Regions from separate parts of the Pan troglodytes genome. Here region 1 is linked to region 2. The links are chromatin contacts, called in public HiChIP or PLAC-seq maps. All regions are on one chromosome and are shown on one strand. The core of a region is the stretch at or near the end of the contact, and the rest is flanking DNA. Distances in the headings are between cores, read along the strand shown.

Region 1 (5,303 bases), core at 2,434-4,933, 220 kb before region 2:
ATGCCAGTACCTCCATTGTATCTTGGAAGTAACTAAATTGTTTTTAAATTTACAGGCTCATAGGCAGAAGGGACTTGCCTTGTCTCAAATGAGACTTTGTCAGAGGCATGTGAACCAGAACAACTCCATCTTGAATAGGAGCTGGGTACAATGAGGCTGAAACCTACTGGGCTGAATTCCCAGACTGTTAAGGCATTCTAAGTCACAGGATGAGATAGGACGTCAGCAAAAGATACAGGTCATAAAGACCTTGCTGATATAACAGCCTGCAGGAAAGAAGCCAGCTAAATCCTACCAAAACCAAAATGGCCATGAGAGTGACCTCTGGTCATCCTCACTGCTACATTCCCACCAGTGCCATGACAGTTTACAAATGCCATGGCAACGTCAGGAAGTTACCCTATATGGTCTACAAAGGGGAGGCATGAATAATCCATAATCCACCCCTTGTTCAGCATATCATCAAGAAATAACCATAAAAACAGGCAACCAGCAGCCCTTGTGGCTGCCCTGTCTATGAAGTAGCCATTCTTTTATTCTTTTATTCCTTTACTTTCTTTTTTTTTTTTTTTTTTTGAGACGGAGTCTTGCTCTGTCGCCCAGGCTGGAGTGCAGGGGCGCTATCTCGGCTCACTGCAAACTCTGCCTCCCAGGTTCACGCCATTCTTCTGCCTCAGCCTCCTGAGTAGCTGGGACTACAGGTACCCACCACCATGCCCAGCTAATTTTTTGTATTTTTAGTAGAGACAGGGTTTCACCGTGTTAGCCAGGATGGTCTCGATCTCCTGACCTCGTGATCTGCCTGCCTCAGCCTCCCAAAGTGCACTTTCTTAATAAACTTGCTTTCACTTTGCACTGCACACTCGCCCTGAATTCTTTCCTGAGCGAGATCCAAGAACCCTCTCTTGGGATCTGGATCGGGACCCCTTTCCTGTAACAACTTAGGACTTGGACTTTTGAGTTAATGCTGGGATGAGTTAAGACTTTGGGGGATTGCTGAGAAGGGATAATTGTATTTTGCAATGTGAGAAAGACATGAGACTTGGGAGGGCCGGGGTGGAATGACACAGTTTGGATTTGTACCCCTGCCCAAATCTCATGTTGAATTGGAGGAGGGGCCTCATGGGAGGTGATTGGATCATGGGGGCTGTTCTCGTGATAGTGAGTGAGTTCTCACAAGATCTGATGGTTTAAAAGTGTGTGGCACTTTTCCCTTCACTCTCTGCTGCTCTGCCATGGTAAGATGTGTTTGCTTTCCATTTACCTTCTGCCATGATTGTAAGTTTCCTGAGGCCTCCCACCCATGCTTCCTGTACAGCCTGTGGAACTGTGATTCAATTAAACCTCTTTTCTTCATAATTACCCAGTCTCAGGTAGTTCTTTATAGCAGTGTGAGAATGGATACAACCCTTCTTTACAGGGGAGAGAGAAGATGGGGAATGTAAGCAATTCTTTTGAGGGGCAGTAAATGATCAGGGAGAATGAATAGACAAGGCAGACACATTAACTTGTAAATGATTCTCTTTGCAATTTGAATGAGCAGGAAAGGCAGGCATTATCTTGTGAAAAATTCCATCCAAGCATGATTGCATTCTTCAGTCTTCTTCTCTGCCATAGATCATGATATTTCAGGGATGGGATACAAACTCTTGGTAAGAAGTTTTCTTGGCCAGGCACAGTGGCTCATGCCTGTAATCCTAGCACATTGGGAAGCTGAGGCAGGAGGACTGCTTGAGCCCAGGAGTTTGAGACCAGCCTGGGCAACAGGGGGAGACCCCATCGCCAGTAAAAATTTAAAAATTAGCTCGGCGTGGTGGTGCACACCTATGGTCCCAACTACTTGGGAGGTTGACGTGGGAGGTATCATCCAAAAAAGTATCAGAGATAAGTCTCAATTAATTTAGGAGTTTATTTTGACAAGGTTAAGGACATTCCTGTGACACAGCCTCAGGAGGTCCTAACGACATGTGCCCAAGGTAGTCAGGTACAGCTTGCTTTTAAACATTTTAGGGAGACATGAGACATCAATAATTATGTGTAAGATGTACATTGGTTGGGTCCAGTAAGGCAGGACAACTCGAAGGGTGCCGAGGTGGGGGTCTTTCAGGTCAGAAGTAGATAAGAGAAAAAAGGTTGCATTCTTTTGAGTCCTACATCCGTCTTCCATTGAATACACAATTTAGTCTGGCTCAGTACACCTGCATTTTTACATACACCGTAGGGCAGAGGAGGCAATCGAATACACATTTGTCTCAGGTGAGCCTCAGAAAGACGACTTTGAGTCATGTCTGTCCTTTGTCCACAAGGAAATTCCTTGTGGGCAAATTGTGAGGGGGATATGTAATTCTGATCTTTGTAGCTACCTTATTTAGAAATAAAATGGGAGGCAGAATTGCCTGACATAGTCTCCAGCTTGACTTTTCCCTTGACTTCATGATTTGGGGGTCCTGAGATTTATTTTTCTTTCACAATGGTAGTGAGGCATGTCTGACTCCCCCTTCCCATCATGGCCTGAACTAGTTTTTCAGGTTAACTTTGGAATGCCCTTGGCTGAGAGGAGGGGTCCATGCAGATGGCTGGGGGTGGAGAAGACTTAGCTTTATTTTTGTTTCACAGAGGACTGCTTGAGCCCCAGAATTTGAGGCTTCAGTGAGCTGTGATGGCACCACTGTACTTGATCCTGGACGACAGAGCAAAACCCTGTCTCAAAAAAAAAAAAAAAAAAAAAAAAAAAGCTTTCTTGGTGAGACAAGGAAATTCCAGAGAGAGTCTTCCCCTATGCTTGGGGTTGAGGGGAGGAACAAGACAAGGTTAGAGGTACCTTGATTCTGAGACTTGTTTTCTTTTAATTCTCAAAAGCACTCAGTATGCTCAAACACCATATTTTGGGGAATCGTTTTCTGTGACCCAACAGATGAAAAAAAAAAACGTTTCAAGAAGGAGAAGAGGTGGATCAGAGATGTGAGAGGGGAAGTAGAGGGTCCTTGTTGCCTCTTACTAAAGACTCAGTGGGCTGATTGTGGCCAGTGGTCAGGCAGATGGCTAGACAACAGCAGGTACACTGGCATTCCCCACAGGAGAAAGAGGAAAATACAGAGGTGGCAGAAACCTGAGGGGTCACCAGCCTCAGCCTCACTCTGTATTGCCAAGTGGGCCCCTTATTCATCCCATTTCAGAATATCTCCTCTCCCCTAGCATCATCTTTAATAATTTCACCTGGTTAATGTCTGTACTCAACTCCTGCTGCTGCAGGCTAAGCTCAACCTGGCAGTATGAACAAAGAAACCCACCCATTAAAAAGTACCCTCTAGGCCGGGCACAGTGGCTCAGGCCTGTAATCCCAGCACTTTGAGAGGCCAAGGTGGGCAGATCACCTGAGGTCAGGGGTTTGAGGCCAGCCTGGTCAACATGGTGAGACCCGGTCTCCACTAAAAATACAAAAATTAGCCAGGTGTGGTGGTGTGCGCCTGTAATCCCAGCTACTTGTGAGGCTGAGGCAGGAGAATCGCTTGAACCCGGGAGGCGGAGGTTGCAGTGAGCTGAGACTGTGCCACTGTACTCCAGCCTGGTCGACAGAGCAAGACTCCATCTCAAAACAAACGAACAAACAAACAAACGAAAAGTGCTTTCTAACCTCTTACGTACGTGCCTTTTTTGTGGAGGTCTGGGGAAGGGGGGCCCTACTACCGAATGAATCTACTCCTTGGTGCCTCTTGGCACCTAACTGGCTTGCAAAGCTCAGCTGTGGGGTCCGTTCCTGCGAGAAGCCAGCAGGACTCCCCATGGAAGGTTTCCCCCAGGCTGGGCCCCTCTGACTTGTGAGACTTCCAGCAGCACTTTTATCTACAGTATTGGAGGGGTCTGATGAAGCCTCTGGTTCCCCTCCTGGACTGAGGACAGGTTCTGATATAATTGCCGGACGGGTTCTCCTTGCCCGTTGCCCAGAGCTGATTCATCAAGACAGGGGAATTGCTGTGGAGATTTTAATTCATGCAGAGCCGGCTGAATGAGATACCAGAGTTTTATTACTCAAATAAGTCTCCCCGATAATTCAGAGACTGGGGTTTTTTAAGGATAATTCGGCTGGTAGGTATCAGGCAGTGGGGAGTGCTGATTGGTCAGGTTGGAGATGAAATCATAGGGGGGTCTAAGTGGGTTCTTCTTGCTGTTTTCTGTTCCTGGGTGGGATTGCAGAACTGGCTGAGCCAGATAACTGGTCTGGGTACTGCCAGCTGGTGCCTCAGAATGCAGGGTCTGAAAAATATCCCCAGCACCGATCTTAGATTTTACAATAGTGACGTTATCCCTTGGAGCAATAGGGAAGGTTTGGAATCTTGTGACCTCTGTCTGGATGACTCCTAAACCATAATTTCTAATCTTGTGGCTAATTTGTTAGTCTTACAAAGGCAGTCTGGTCCCCAGGCAAGAAGGGGGTTTGTTTTGGGGAAGGGCTGTTATCTTTGCTTCGAAGTTCAACTATAAACTAAATTCCTCCCAAAGTTAGTTTGGCCTATACCCAGGAATGAACAAGGGCAGTTCGGAGGTTAGAAGCAAGACGGAACTGGGTAAGTCAGATCTCTTTCACTGTCATAATTTTCTCACTTACAATTTTTGCAAAGGCAGTTTCTCTGGATGCTCCGCATGTGTGTACCCTCAGCGACTACACAGCTCCTGTACTATAAAGAATATTTCAGAATGGCTTCGGTAGCCGGCAGCACCATCCTCCTCTCGCAGCAGAGAAGTGTTTTGCTCTGGAAACTTGACTGAAGCCTTTCCCAGCCTATCTAGCGAACAGCAGAGCATCGTCCCGACTCCGCGGACTACCGCGGCCCAACAGCAAGGGTCGCGGCTCCCCGGCGCTCTCTGCCGCCCTCTACCGGAACCTAGGGAGCCAGACAGCTGCGATATTGGGAAGGCCTCCGGAGCCCCGAAGAGCGCACGCGCGAGCGCGCGCCCGCGTTCTCCTAGCGGGCTTGGTATTTGGCGCCTGCGCCCTGAATGCGTGCCGCTCCGCCGACCGAAGAGGCTGGTAAGTCCTCAAGCTGGCAGGTGGTCGGGAGAGCGGCCGGAGAGGAGCTGCCGGGAGTTCGTGCCCTGCAGGTCTGCGACGCTGGCGTTCGCTCCTGCCTAGGCCACTTTGGTGGGCTCAGAGCATCGCTTTTTGCCAAGGGGCGTGACCTGAGCCCGCCTCCTGGGGCTGGGGGTTGGAGAGGAATGGGAATCGTTAAGGCCGGTTATCAATTTGGTGCCTGTTTGTTGCTCAAGGAGGGGCATAGAGCTTACAAATAGTGAAGAGGAAGGGG
Region 2 (5,855 bases), core at 672-3,171:
TGTTTCTATTTCTAGTTTTCCTACAGTTTTTAATAAAGTCTCTTTGTAAACACCAGCCCACTTCAGCTGTGCTTATGGAAACCAAGGAAAAGCATTTCTGTCCTCTCTTGAGCCAGAGTTTCAGGAGTAATCTAAGGTGTCATTACCACGTGTGGGGTACAGAGCAGAGGTAGGAGTCCTAAGCAAGTTGAGAGTGCTGGAAATCTGTAGAATGAAGGAAGAAATGAGCAAGCAAATAGAATTGAATCATTAGTTTCAGAAAATACAATACTGTGTTTTTAAAATTTGTTCATATATTTGTTTTGGGAAATCAAATTTCTAATGGCTGTATAATATTTTATGTATCAGCAATTTTGCCTTAGTTTATTTAAACATTCTGCTGCTGGTCATTTAGGATAGTCCCCACTTGTTTCTATTTTAAAAGCAGTAAGATTGGTATAGGTCAAGCAGTCCTCTAGTGTCACAAAAGTTTCCCTGGGCCAGCCTCACTCTTCATCACCAAGCACATAACCAGGGAAACCCAAAGGTAACACATTTGCTGTCACTGAACTGCCAGTCTACAAAACACTCACCTTTACCTAGTTCTTCTCTATGTTGAAGTGATATAGTTTGTTTCTCTTTCCCAGATTTATTCTTATGAACTTCATTTTTGGCTTCCGATCACTTGGCTTCCCTAATTTCCTAGGGTCATTATTAATTATTGTGCTCTGCCCAGGTGCTGATTCCTTCTCAATCTGCAATCATCTACATATATTAAAGATAATTTTTCTTCTTCCTCCACCCTTCCTGCTCCACCCCTTAAATAGGGAAAGGGCTTGTCACAAAGGTTGGGGATACTCAGTGTATGTCTGAACTTGGGCACTGAAAGAGAGAGCGGGAATTACTCTAACACACAGTCCCCCCATCCATACCCTCCACACAACGGTCAACAGTTTACCTTTTCACCTGTGAGATGATGCAGACTGTTATTCAGAATTAGAAATAGTATTATAGATTATCCAGTCCAATTCCCTAACAGATGAGGAAAATGATGTGGCCAAGGTCGCTGAATGAATAAGTGGCAGAAACGAAACTGAATTCAGGTCTCCTAAAACCCACTACGTTTGGCATGGGGAGTTCTGGATGAGAGCATGGGACTTGGTGGTTTTTGTTATTCATTCAATAACTATATTAAGCATCTACATACTAGGTGCCAGGCACTATTTTAGGAGCTGGGGATTCCGTGATGGAGGGTGCAGGGGAGACAAAAATCTCTCCCCTTATGGAGCTTTCATTCTCAAAACTTAAGCACTTGGCCTCCCCATCCGGGACAAACTCCCAGAGACCTGGGTAGGAGCGGTAGGGTCTCATAAAGGAGGGAGTCCCATCCTTCCCCAGCTCCGGTGATTTCTATAGCTAGAGGGCTGATTTACTGCAGAAACCTCCGTAGTGCCCTCCTCCTGCCTCTGCACCGTCAGGCCCGGTGGGGCCGGCTCCAGAGCGCCACCGCGCCCCAGCTCAACTCTGGGATCATTAGCAACAGCCTCTCTACCCTCTCCGCTTTCCTGCGCATCGCTGGAGGACAGGGAGGCAGGACTCGACTTTAGCGCCATCCTCTGAGAAAGGAATGCGGGCTGGAAAAATCTTTCCAGGGCAGTCTCGCTGGGTCTCATACCCCGGCTAGGGGAGGGACGATCTCTCCCGGACTTGGAGGTTTCTGCAGCAGACGGCTCTCTCATACTTCCCTATTAAACATTGCAACCACACGCTCTTTCCAGCCTTGGCCGAAGCCACTGCAGCGTCCCCTCTCCTCCCCCCACCCTGCTAGTCCAGACTCCAGAGCCCCACTGCAGCTTCCAGCCATCCTCCCTTTTTCTTCGCCACTTCCTGGTTACCATGGAGACACACGTCATTTACGTGCCGTGCGTCGCCTTGGAAACAGAGGAGCATCCGCGACACCCCCGGAAGACCCACCCCTGCTGCTGCTGCCACACTCGCGGGCGCTGCCCGGTAATGGCCTGAGGGAGTCCCGAGTCCGACGCGCCGCTGGCCTCAGCCTGGACCCGGACCCCTCCGCGAGCGCGTCTGTGACCCACGGAACCGGCAGGCGCTCTCTGCTTGTGGCGCCCAGAGGGCGGCGCTGACAGGGGCGCGATCCGGGAGGCGAGGCAGGGCAGGGCACTTTCGTCCCGGGGCGATCCCAAGAGACGCCGGCTCTGGGACCCTCGCCGGGTCCTCGTCCCGCCGCCTCTTCTCGGCCTCCCGCGATCCTGCCCGCGCCCTCTGCCCAGGACTCGTCTCTCACGTCGGCTCCCCGCCAGTCTCGGGAGCCTCCGCTTCCCTCGGCTCCCGCTAGCCCCTCCCGGGACCTCTCCCCCTCCACCCCCTCCCCCACCCCGGAGGCCGGGCTGGACGCGACCCAGAGCCTCCGCCACCCGCTTCTGCCACTCAATGGAGGACGGTCTGCTGGAGATCATGACCAAGGACGGCGGCGACATGCCGGCGCCCCTGGAGGTGTCCACCGTGCCGGCAGTGGGGGACGTGATCTCCGGGGAGTACAACGGCGGCATGAAGGAACTGATGGAGCACCTGAAAGCCCAGCTGCAAGCCCTGTTTGAGGACGTGAGGGCCATGAGGGGGGCCCTGGACGAGCAGGCCTCGCACATCCAGGTGCTCTCGGACGACGTGTGCGCCAACCAGCGAGCCATCGTCTCCATGTGCCAGATTATGACCACTGCGCCCCGCCAGGGCGGCTTGGGCGTGGTCGGCGGCAAGGGGAGCTTCCAGAGCGACCCCCAAGAGCCGGAGACTCCTTCGCCTGGTATCGGGGACAGCGGCTTGCTGGGTCGCGATCCCGAGGACGAGGAGGACGAGGAAGAAGAGAAGGAGATGCCCAGCCCCGCCACACCCTCCAGTCACTGTGAGCGCCCCGAGAGCCCCTGTGCTGGTCTCCTTGGGGGGGACGGGCCACTTGTGGAGCCCCTCGACATGCCCGACATTACCCTGCTGCAACTGGAGGGCGAGGCCTCCCTGTGAGGGGACTCCGTGGGGCACTACCTTCCCGGGCTGTCTTTGGGTTTCCGAGTGCATGACGCGAGGGGGACTGAACGGCGCGGTGCGGCATGCTTCACTTGGACAGCTGCTCTTGTGGGTCAGGCAGAGAGAGACTCCCTCGAGGAAGGATTTGTAGGGTGAAGGACTTTGGGAGCATCGAGAATTCTTTCTGCCCAACTAAGCGAATTATAGCGAACTGCGGAAAGGTGAGGCTCCGGGAGAGGAAGCGCCCGTCTCTGGACTCCCATCCATCCCTATCCTGTCCTTTCCCCCTTCCCAGACAACAGGAGAACCCGTGAATTGTGTAAATAAAATTCTGCTTTTTCTATTCTGAAAAAGGACTTACCTAGGACCATGGCAAATAATCTCTAACAATTTACCTGGAAATTAAGGAATTGGGGGTATTTTGTTCTGGCAACAGGAAATTTACCCTTCTGCTGAAATCCAAGATATTCAGTGCTCTGCAGAAGCCTCTCCCCCTCACAGATCTCTGCGGCTGCTGATTGGTAAAGGAAGCTTGAGGAGGGAACTGCAGCCCTAGGAATCTGGGTGAATGGGGTTCCAAGGGCCCCTGGGCTGGGAGGAGCTGGCTATGAATGTGCATGAAGACATAATAGCTCAACCTCTAGGATTTTGCATGCAGAGCGGATCCTGCCTTGTCACTGACTTCATCTGGGATTGCTTTTCCACTCCCTGGGGCTTAGAGAACAAAGAGCCCGGTTCACAGGCAGAGACTCGGGGGTGCTCAGCAGCAGCCCAGATTTAGGGGACATTTGAGGGACTCTTGGGGCCGCAGCCAAAAACTGTCTCTCCTGGCTACACCTGCTTAACTTCAGTTCCTTTTTCTGTCAATATGTCCTTGCCCACTGCCTCTCGGTGTTGCCTTCATAATGTCTTGTGTGTGTTATGTGTGTCTACTTGTGTAGTAGTGTGTGAGCCCTCCGGGGCAGGGCTTGTGGCTCTGGTGTTAGGTTCAGAGGCTTCAGACCCTTCTACGAGCTCCAAGCTATCATGGCGCTTTTCTCTCCCTCTTCCCCCAACCAGGGCATGGAGCATGTGGCTGTCCTGAGGTTCTTTTACTGATGTGCCGCCCTCCCACCTCCTCAAGTGGTGACTTTGTGTGCCCTTGCCCTACTTTGTGTATTCCTTCTCAATGCTTTCCTTGGTGTTAACCTTAATAAAAAGGCGTCATCTCCCCTCCTTGCTGACTGGTACTAAGGGGATATCAGGGTGGGTCTTAGTGGGAACTGCAGGGGCCATGCCTTCCCTCCTCTCTCCTTGCCTCCAGTTCAAGGAGTTGACTGTCCCTGCCCTGGTTGGGACAGGCATTGCCAACTCTCCCTGCTTTCCCTTCTGTCCTGGACCTTGACCTCAAGCTGCCCTGGGGAAGGAGGTGGTAAGTGTTGAGACTCCCATGCTAACATGAGTTTTTAGTAGCCAGAACTCCAAATGTGCAGGAGACTTCTTTTTTAGTGAAGCATCCCAGTGAAGCCCTGGGAAATGATTTCCAAATCTGGGTCCTGGAATGGCAGATACTGCACCTGTTCCATGGAGGGAGTGGGGTGGGGTATTGTTCTGGAGGGATTGCCTGGGATCTCTGGAAATAGTGACACATCACAAAGGGAAACCACAATAACTGCCTCAGGCCTCTAGTGGAGAACCCGGGTAAGGTGTTCCCCAGAGGGCTTGACTGACAGCTCTAGTCTACTCCCTTGGGCAATGGAGATTTCTTGAGGCTGCCCCTGAACAAAATTTGAGAGCAGAATGAGCTAGGGTGCCATGTGTATATGTGCGTGTGTGTGTGTATATGTGCGTGTGTGTGTGTATGTGTGTGTGTGTGTGTGCTAGCTGCTGGTAGCTGCAGAGTGGTGGAAAGAGAGAGCACTAAAGACACAGATCTGGACTTAAATCTCAGTTCCAACAGTTGAGTGCTTGAGGCTTAGTTTCTGGATATGTAAAACGGGGACAAGAAGTTTTTGGGGAGAAAAATATATAGGACTCCTAGGAAGTCTTGTTCAAATGTTAGTTTCCTTATAGTTTTATTGGAGTAGGGGGTGGTGGTGACTGGCTCCTCTGGGAAAACAAAGCTACCCAGGGAAGGTTCTAGAAACTTTCTTTTTATATAATCTTTTCCTATCTGAAGAATCCTTGAGGCCAGGCGCAGTGGCTCACACCTGTAATCCCAGCACTTTGGGAGGCCAAGGCAGGCGGATCACCTGTGGTTGGGAGTTCGAGCCCAGCCTGACCAACATGGTGGAACCCCATCTCTACTAAAAATATAAAATTAGCCAGGCGTGGTGGCACATGCCTGTAATCCCAGCTACTCGGGAGGCTGAGGCAGGAGAATCACTTGAACCCAGGAGGTGGAGGTTGTGGTGAGCCAAGATTGTGCCATTGCACTCCAGCCTGGGCATCAAGAGCGAAACTTTGTTTCAAAAAAAAAACCCTTATTCTTCTTTAGAATTAGATATTAGTTGTTCTATCTAATTCTACTTATCTGATTCTATCTACAGAATTCTAGTTATTTAGAATTAGACGGGACTAAGGAAAGGGGAATGGTGAGATTCCTAAGCTAGCATGGACCTTTTCATCATAAATGAAAGGGTCATCATGAATGTCATGTAACTATGGGCCAAAAAGGTCTTGGGGGACAGCCAGACCTGAACACATAGGCTGGCCAGAGGAATGTTGAGTTATGCAGTGATTGGGGAATGTGTGCTGGGGGCCCTAGAGAGAGCTGCTAAAGTATATAAGTGGGAAAGTGTCCCTGAGGACTGGGAGATAGGTTCCTATTATAGTTCCAGCAGTAGGCACTAAGAAAA

Evidence for each region. HiChIP or PLAC-seq counts read pairs in DNA pulled down with a chosen protein or histone mark.
Region 1: an H3K4me3 HiChIP or PLAC-seq map of stem cell-derived excitatory neurons shows a contact between it and region 2, with 2.9 times the contacts expected there. The contact joins the promoter of TMEM106C here to the promoter of CCDC184 in region 2. A contact is called at or near these places in 1 of 7 Hi-C or Micro-C datasets (stem cell-derived neural progenitor cells) and 1 of 1 datasets of contacts at active chromatin or transcription factors (stem cell-derived excitatory neurons).

The regions. Positions count from the first base shown.
Region 1 is chr10:47,888,772-47,894,074 of NHGRI_mPanTro3-v2.0_pri, reverse strand. It overlaps TMEM106C (transmembrane protein 106C), which reads left to right and starts at 3,683. Exons shown (of 9, transcript XM_054664324.2): 1 at 3,683-4,090; 2 at 4,624-5,029.
Region 2 is chr10:47,665,033-47,670,887 of NHGRI_mPanTro3-v2.0_pri, reverse strand. It overlaps CCDC184 (coiled-coil domain containing 184), which reads left to right and starts at 1,921. Exons shown (of 1, transcript XM_001160701.8): 1 at 1,921-4,233. The coding sequence starts at 2,431. The coding sequence ends at 3,015. ASB8 (ankyrin repeat and SOCS box containing 8) reads right to left here and starts at 1,868. Exons shown (of 5, transcript XM_009425511.5): 1 at 938-1,868.